2 separate regions of the Mus musculus genome follow, and region 2 is linked to region 1. Evidence: chromatin contacts called from public ChIA-PET data. All regions are on one chromosome and are shown on one strand. Each heading gives the region's core, a stretch centred on a gene start, on an enhancer-like site or on the middle of the called end of the contact. The rest is flanking DNA. Distances are from core to core; before and after follow the strand shown.

What was found. ChIA-PET counts read pairs in DNA pulled down with a chosen protein or histone mark.
Region 2: an RNA polymerase II ChIA-PET map of memory CD8 T cells shows a contact between it and region 1, with 15 read pairs. The contact joins two enhancer-like sites. A contact is called at or near these places in 2 of 115 datasets of contacts at active chromatin or transcription factors (memory CD8 T cells and thymic regulatory T cells) and 1 of 9 other capture datasets (embryonic stem cells).

The regions. Positions count from the first base shown.
Region 1 is chr1:39,748,264-39,751,882 of GRCm38.p6, forward strand. No RefSeq gene overlaps it. Among named protein-coding and RNA genes, the nearest start is that of Rfx8, 29 kb to the left of the region's middle. Within about 2 kb of position 1,593, at least 73 of the 459 cell types and tissues checked have an H3K27ac peak or open chromatin away from gene starts, as enhancers often do. A contact at or near this core is called in memory CD8 T cells, where this site is marked.
Region 2 is chr1:40,473,932-40,477,302 of GRCm38.p6, forward strand. Il18r1 (interleukin 18 receptor 1) reads left to right here. Exons shown (of 11, transcript NM_008365.2): 3 at 763-1,009. Among named protein-coding and RNA genes, the nearest start is that of Il18r1, 9.6 kb to the left of the region's middle. Within about 2 kb of position 1,955, at least 49 of the 459 cell types and tissues checked have an H3K27ac peak or open chromatin away from gene starts, as enhancers often do. A contact at or near this core is called in memory CD8 T cells, where this site is marked.

The DNA.
Region 1 (3,619 bases), core at 343-2,842:
AAAAGCAAAAACAAAAGAAAACCAAAACAAAAAACAAGAAACACACACACAAAACATCAAAATCAAAAACTAGAATGCTTAAGCAAGAGACCAACAACACAAATGATGCCCAAACAAAGCAATATGAGACGAAAACACCATTGAGTTTGTTTTGCATTGGCCAACTACTCCTGGGTATGGGGTTTACCTGGAATGTGCTTGCTATAGCCCAGTGAAGCTCCATTGTGACAACGTTCACTCTACCAGGGCTATTAATTGTAGATCGCTTCTTGGTTAGGGGTGGGAGCCAGTGTCCTCTTCCCCTCTCAGCGCTGGGACCCTGTTCAGTTAGAACCTCTGCAGAGCCTGCAGTCTCTGTGAGTTTATGTGTACATCCATCCCATTATGTCTGAAGGACAGTTTCCTTGGAGTTATCCATCTCTTCTGGTTCTCACAGTCCTCGCACTTCCTCAGCTGAAGAGATCCCTGAGCCCCGAGGGGAGGGTTTGATGGAGACATTCCATCTAGGACTGTATGTTCCATGTCTCTCAGTCTCTGCACACTGTTGGGTTATGGGTCTATTAATTACCATCCGCTGCAGGAGCTCCTCTGAGGATGGCTGAGCCCTGGGCTCACCGATAATGAATGACCTCCTGTTGCACCTGCTTTCCTGACAGTAACATTGTTGCATTCTTTGTGGCTGAAGAAACACTGTTGCACATAACATCACAACTAGTACTTGTGAGAAAACGCCAAGAAAACCAGACAGGAGTCTTGTCACCTCATTTTCTTCAAAACACGGAATTGTTCCTTGAATGTGTTTCACACCCCTCCCAGGTGTATTGGAGAGAAGTGATCTACTTCAGATTATTTATTACAGCTGGTTAGTGTTATCTCTTTACATCTAAGGGAAAACCTGGTCTTGCCTCGTGCAGTTTGTCCTTGAGAATGGACTGCTTAACCCTCAGAGTATAAGTTGCTTGAATAAAGGTGGCAATTGCATGAGACTTGAGTCTGCCTCATTTTTTGGTCCTGTTCTTTCAGGGCCATGCTGCCAACTAGAGAAGCAAACATAAATGTACCTCTGATCTCCCTTGATATTTATAGCTCTTAATAGCTCTCTTAGGTCAACAAAATGAGATAAAGACCAAGGTTGTTCTTGTCCATTTAGACCCATAAAGAAGGGAGGGGACTGACACTTGGCTGTTTAATGCCAACAGTCTCCATTCATCCATTAGGTGGATGATATCTGCTATTTTGCTTGTGGGAAAGAGGGGAGAGCAGAGCTCACTTCCGGAATCTGGATGTTTACTGCCTCACAGAGGGAGAAAACACTGTCTGGTTAACTCAGCTGGCACCTTCTGCAAAGGTGACACCTTTGCAGAGGGGAGTCAAAACTAACATCTTTCAACTTATTGGGACTCCAAAAGATGGCTTTTGATTTTGTGGCCTTTGTTTCACTGGGAGAGTAAATGGCAGTTGTGAAGGCAAAGGGGAAAGGTTTGGGAGTCCTCCCTTGTGGCGCCTCCTCTGCTTGGCCTACTGAGAGGGAGGCTGTATACAGCTTGGAGCCAGCCTCTGCTGGCTCTCCCTAGAGGGACAGCTGCAGAAAAGCAATCAAAGACTGACAAAGCTGCAATGTCCCCCCTCCCCCAACTGCAGACTGAGAGACACCATTTCCTGTCCATTGTGGCTGGGCCCCGGATGCTGCTTGATTAAACCTTGGGTTTCTGACATGTGCAAGAAGGGAAAGGGTCGTGGAAAACATAAAGGAGCTGGAATGTTCTCTTGCTTAGGGCTACTGATCTTTCCTAAACCAATCCTCTGTGCTTCTCAAATGTTTGCTATATTACAATGCAGGATCTTTCTGTATCATTTTCCCTTAAGTACTGACTGTTATCCCACTTGTAGGAATGGACTGACTGTCAGACAATCAGCTTCAGAGATCAAAGGGATGGTACCAGGCTGCAAAGAATTCATCTCTGAGTTCTAAGCCAGCAGCCCACTGTTGAGCACAGCAGCCCATTGTTGAACACAGAGATTGGGAATTTGTGTTACTGTCTTAGTGGGCATCTGTTTTCATCTATTCCCTGCTGCTATAACAAAATGGTGGAGATGGGCAATTAATACAGAGTAGACATTTGATTGACTTGCAGTTCTAGAGACAGGGAGGTCTAAGAGCATGGACCAGCAGAGGGTCTCTGGAGGGGCACCCTCAGACATAAGTGTCATCATGGGGTATCATATCTACTTCTTAATTCCCTCCAAACTCACCTCAAGTAACAGTAACATGACTTTGGGGTTTAAATTTTCCAATATAGGAACTTTCGTGGGGGACGTTTAAATGATAATAGCAGCCAAGGGAAACATGAAGCTGCCACTGATGGGGCAAGACAATGTGGAGCTGAGACCTTATTTGTTCATCATTGTGCAAGACATATTCCTTAATTACTGATGAGCCACTGGGCACTGTGTGGGACAGTGATAAGACCTGGGTCTTCAGCTCAGTGAGCTGAAAATGGGACCCTGATTTTGGGGGGGGGGGGGCAGGGAGTTATCATCATAAGAACAGTAGAGAAACCGTGTTTGACTTTCAATTTTATTTATTCACTCTTTTTCGGGTTTTTTCTTTTACTCTTTTTCCCCCCAGTTCTGATGCAATGTCCACAAGAGATCCCAGGTACCATATGACAGACAGCCCTACTGGGCTCACCAGGTAAGCACAATGAGGCTTCTCTGGACAGGAACTGATGAAAGCCCACGAGATGCCATGCGGGCCCCCAGCAGGAAGGTTTAGAGAAGGCAGCGTTTTGCTAGGATTAACCTGCTTAGGGCTTAGCCTGATGGCAGCAAATAGACCTCACTGCTTTTCAGCTTTTTCTCCCGAAAGAAAATTTGACATTTTTTTCCTCTTTTCTACTGGGTGCGTGCTCTTTCCTCCCGTGAAGTCAGAATGCCTTTTCTGTCCAGTGCCTAGATTAGACCCAGGAAGAATGAGGGGACACAGAAACCAAAGGGAATGGGGAATTCTGGGGCTGGCTCTCGGAAGACCCCCCCAGATGAAATCTCAGGAGATCTGCATGTGGGCTCCGCCCCTGAACGCCCCGCCCCCCACCTCCTCCATGGAGGATGTGAGGACCCAGGAAGCATCTGCACATTGGCTGCTACTGATTCTGGCAGAAGTCTGGTGTTAAATGAAACTCCCAGGAGAGTCTCGGGATGTCCATGAGGGAATCCGAGAAGAGCGCTGAAGCCCTTTGAGTGCCAGTGTGCCAGCCAGTGGGTTTCAAGAAGGGTGCTGGGGTTCTGTGTCTGAGACCCTCCGGGGGTATGGCCCCACAGGGCGTGCTGCCAAGGTATTCTTATAGTATCATGGAGCCCTGCCTGCCTTTCACCTCATCTCTCCATCCAGTGACAAACGCTAGGAGCCATATAATACATGATATCCCTACCCCAGGCTAGGTACAAAACCAGATATGAGGGGTCCAGCTGCCTTCTGGTAAGACTGACACTAACAGATGTGGAGAGTGTAAAACAACTTGACTATGTTTTTCTTTTCCCTTGTAGATAGGGTCACGTGTCCCAAGGTATCTGTGAACCAGCTATGCAGCTGAGAAAGTCCTCAGACTTCAGATCTTCC
Region 2 (3,371 bases), core at 705-3,204, 730 kb after region 1:
ATAGACCCTAGCAACGGAGACAACATTTTGTGTATGGTCTTAAGAAAATACTGTATGTACTTAACAGACCGATTTTCTAAATAAGGATGAAGGGCATTCTAGATCCAGTGGAGTGGCTTTGAGAACTGTTCAACAACTGTAATTTAGAACAGAGGGCCACTCTTCTAAAGCTAAAGAATCCGAGCGAAGAGACGGGGAGATGGGAAGGGAAAGGATGGTCTGTATTCATCAGTTCTTGGTCAGTTATGTGGAAACATGCCACCGTGAGGATTTAGCTACCCAAGAACTCCTTTAACTCTCCCGAACCTCCCCAGATCGAGGAGACAGACTGGTTGGACAAAGGGACATGAGACCTGCTTTGACTGAGATGAACATGTGTACCCAGGTTTCTTGTCTTCCCCATGGAGATTCCATGGTGCTGACATTTCGAGGGAATATGATGACCCTATGAATTCTATGCCTTTTCTTAAAAGTAAGTTATAAAGTGTCATACTCTGAAGATGTGGCCTCCAAGCCTTCGAGTGAGGGTTGGCTAAGCTCTTCAACTTTCTGTTTAGGGGAAGCCGTCAGCTTTATCTTCATCTTGGTTCTGAAAGTGTCTTATCTCCTGTATGTCTTCTCTTAAGACAGAAGACAGCACAGGAGTACGATACTGAGATTTCTCCCAGCTTTCTTACTGACTGTTTATACTCATGGAGGGGGATCAGGGAAAAATCACCCTTGTCCTGTTTTATCTCCCTTTCCTCTTGCAATCTGCTGTAGAAAGTTGTATTCACCGATCACAAATTCATGTGGTAGAGGGAGAACCTTTTTATCTGAAGCCATGTGGCATATCTGCACCAGTGCACAGGAATGAAACAGCCACCATGAGATGGTTCAAAGGCAGTGCTTCACATGAGTATAGAGAGCTGAACAACAGAAGCTCGCCCAGAGTCACTTTTCATGATCACACCTTGGAATTCTGGCCAGTTGAGATGGAGGATGAGGGAACGTACATTTCTCAAGTCGGGTGAGTGAGCCAATTTGTTTTAACGTATTTCCTGAGACTCTTGACCTTGACTCAGAAAATCAAATACACATTTGTAAGCTCATGATAATCCATGCATTTTTTTCTTCCCTGTTCTCTCTTCAACAGGAAACAAATGTTTCATTGTAGAAATATTAAGCCAGTCACTCTAAATTTATATGTATGTATGTATGTATGTATGTAGTGTATATATATATACATATATATATGTATACATATATATATATACATACACATATATATGTATATATACACATGTATATATATATATGTATACATATATGTATATATGTATGTGTATGTATATATATATAAAACTAAATGATTAATGAGATTTCCTTTGCAGGGACTCTTGTTAATGATTAGCAGAGAGGAAATTCAGGTGGGTTTGGTAGTGAGGACTTCAGATGATATGGCACCTGAGGCAAGAGCAACAGGGGCTCCCTCCCACATGTCCTGCTCAGATTTCAGAGAAAGGGAGAAAGGAGAGAGCTTAGGGGAATACACCCTAGCCTAGATTTTGGACGTTTCTGAGAAACAAGAGGCAAAGTTACTGGGGAAAAGATATAGTTGCTACCCAGCCACAAGCTAATAGCCAAAGTCAGAGGGAGAGGGAGAGAGGGAGAGAGGGAGAGAGGGAGACAGCGAGGGAGGGAGGGAGGGAGGGAGAGAGAGAGAGAGAGAGAGAGAGCATGCACATACATATGTATGCACATTAGGCTCATGCATACATGTGTAGGTAAACATTCTTTATAAAGACTTGACATTGACCTATAAAACTTTGGTCTCTCAGGGTTAGCTGGGTGATATGTCGCTGTGTTGTGAGATGTAGCAGATTTCTTTTAGAAATCTGTCTTTATTCTAGAGCGAGCCCTGATCCTTATCAGCACATCTTAAAGAAAGAGAAGTGAGATTTCACAGCAAAGCCTCTTTTTTGCTCCTGTGGTTTTTCACAAAATGAGGTCATAGTTGTTTACTAGACACAGAAACGTCTGAGTGTCAGAAATATGTGGTAGAACTTGGTTTTTTTAAACAGTGCAGTAGATGTGATATTTTAAGGGAGAGAATTATAATATGTATGTTGCAACTGGATCTTTCTAGAGTGAGTGAAAAATGCTACAACTCACAACACAGTGACATATCGTCCAGCTAACCCTGAGAGACCGACATTTTATAGGAGCACAACCCGATGATAAGGATGAAACTTTGACAGTGGCTTTGAGTGTAGTGGAGCTTCCACATGGAAGAGGGTGCTTTGAACATCTTTAGTTCAAATAGAAGAAGAACCCGATGCCTGTGTCACATTTTATGGACCAGCGTTTTTGAGAGCATTAGAAGCAGGAGAGAGAGAGTTTCATGAATAAGAAAATGTGCTTCTCTTGCAGAAGACCTGAGTTCAGTTTGCAGCACCCATGTAGGGTGGCTCCTAAACACCTAGAACCCAGCTCTGGGCACCAGGGCCTCTTCTGGTGCACAGCACTGATACTTACATGCACATACATACGTACATACACATGCTTGCATGCACACAGAATCTTAAAACCTAACATCTTTTGAAAAGGAAAGAAAACCAGCTAAGAAGGAAAGTCACACAGAAGAGAGTTTTCTCCAGTGGAGGTGAAGAAATGGTGCACAAAACACTTTTATTGGAGCCAGAGAGAAGAAAATAGGTCTTTCTGTTTTCATTCTTCCTTTCTTCCCTCCCTCCTCCTCTCCCTTCTTTCTTCCTCTTTCCTTCCTGATTAATCTCTCTCTTTCTCTCTCTCTTTCCTGTTTTCTTTCATCTTGCTTTAGGTTGCTGCTGATGGAAACCAAGATTATGTTCGTGTTAGGCAAGTGCTCTACAACGGAGCAATCAGCTGTTAAGCTGGGCTTCTTAAACCTGAACAGCACTCAGCCAGAGGGGCCATTATAATCAGAGTGGCATTGATTCAAGGCCAGGGGTGACAGGGAAGGTGTGGGGGGGTGTCTTAGATTTTGACTTTCTTGATCTCAATTTCCTGCTAGCCTTTGAGCTTGCTCTTTGACAGGGAGTGCAGAGTGTTGCCTGGTTTAGGTTCCTAAGGGGTTTCCACGCACAGCAAGCACTCTGTTAAGATTTGCTGAATCTTAAGAACTGAGAATTGCAGAGGTGGAAACCAACGTGATATGACAAGAGGAGTTTTAAGAAGAAGATGCTGCCAATGGGAATCTGAGCTCTTTTCAGGGCCAAGTAGCTCTGCTATGCATGGCCACTTAGTCACTGCTTTTTAGCACATGACAGTCTGTTACCCTCCCTAAACCTGGCCGATTTCCTCTATGTTGAACTACAAGATAAAGAACAAGGCTTCAGGGAGTGAGAAAA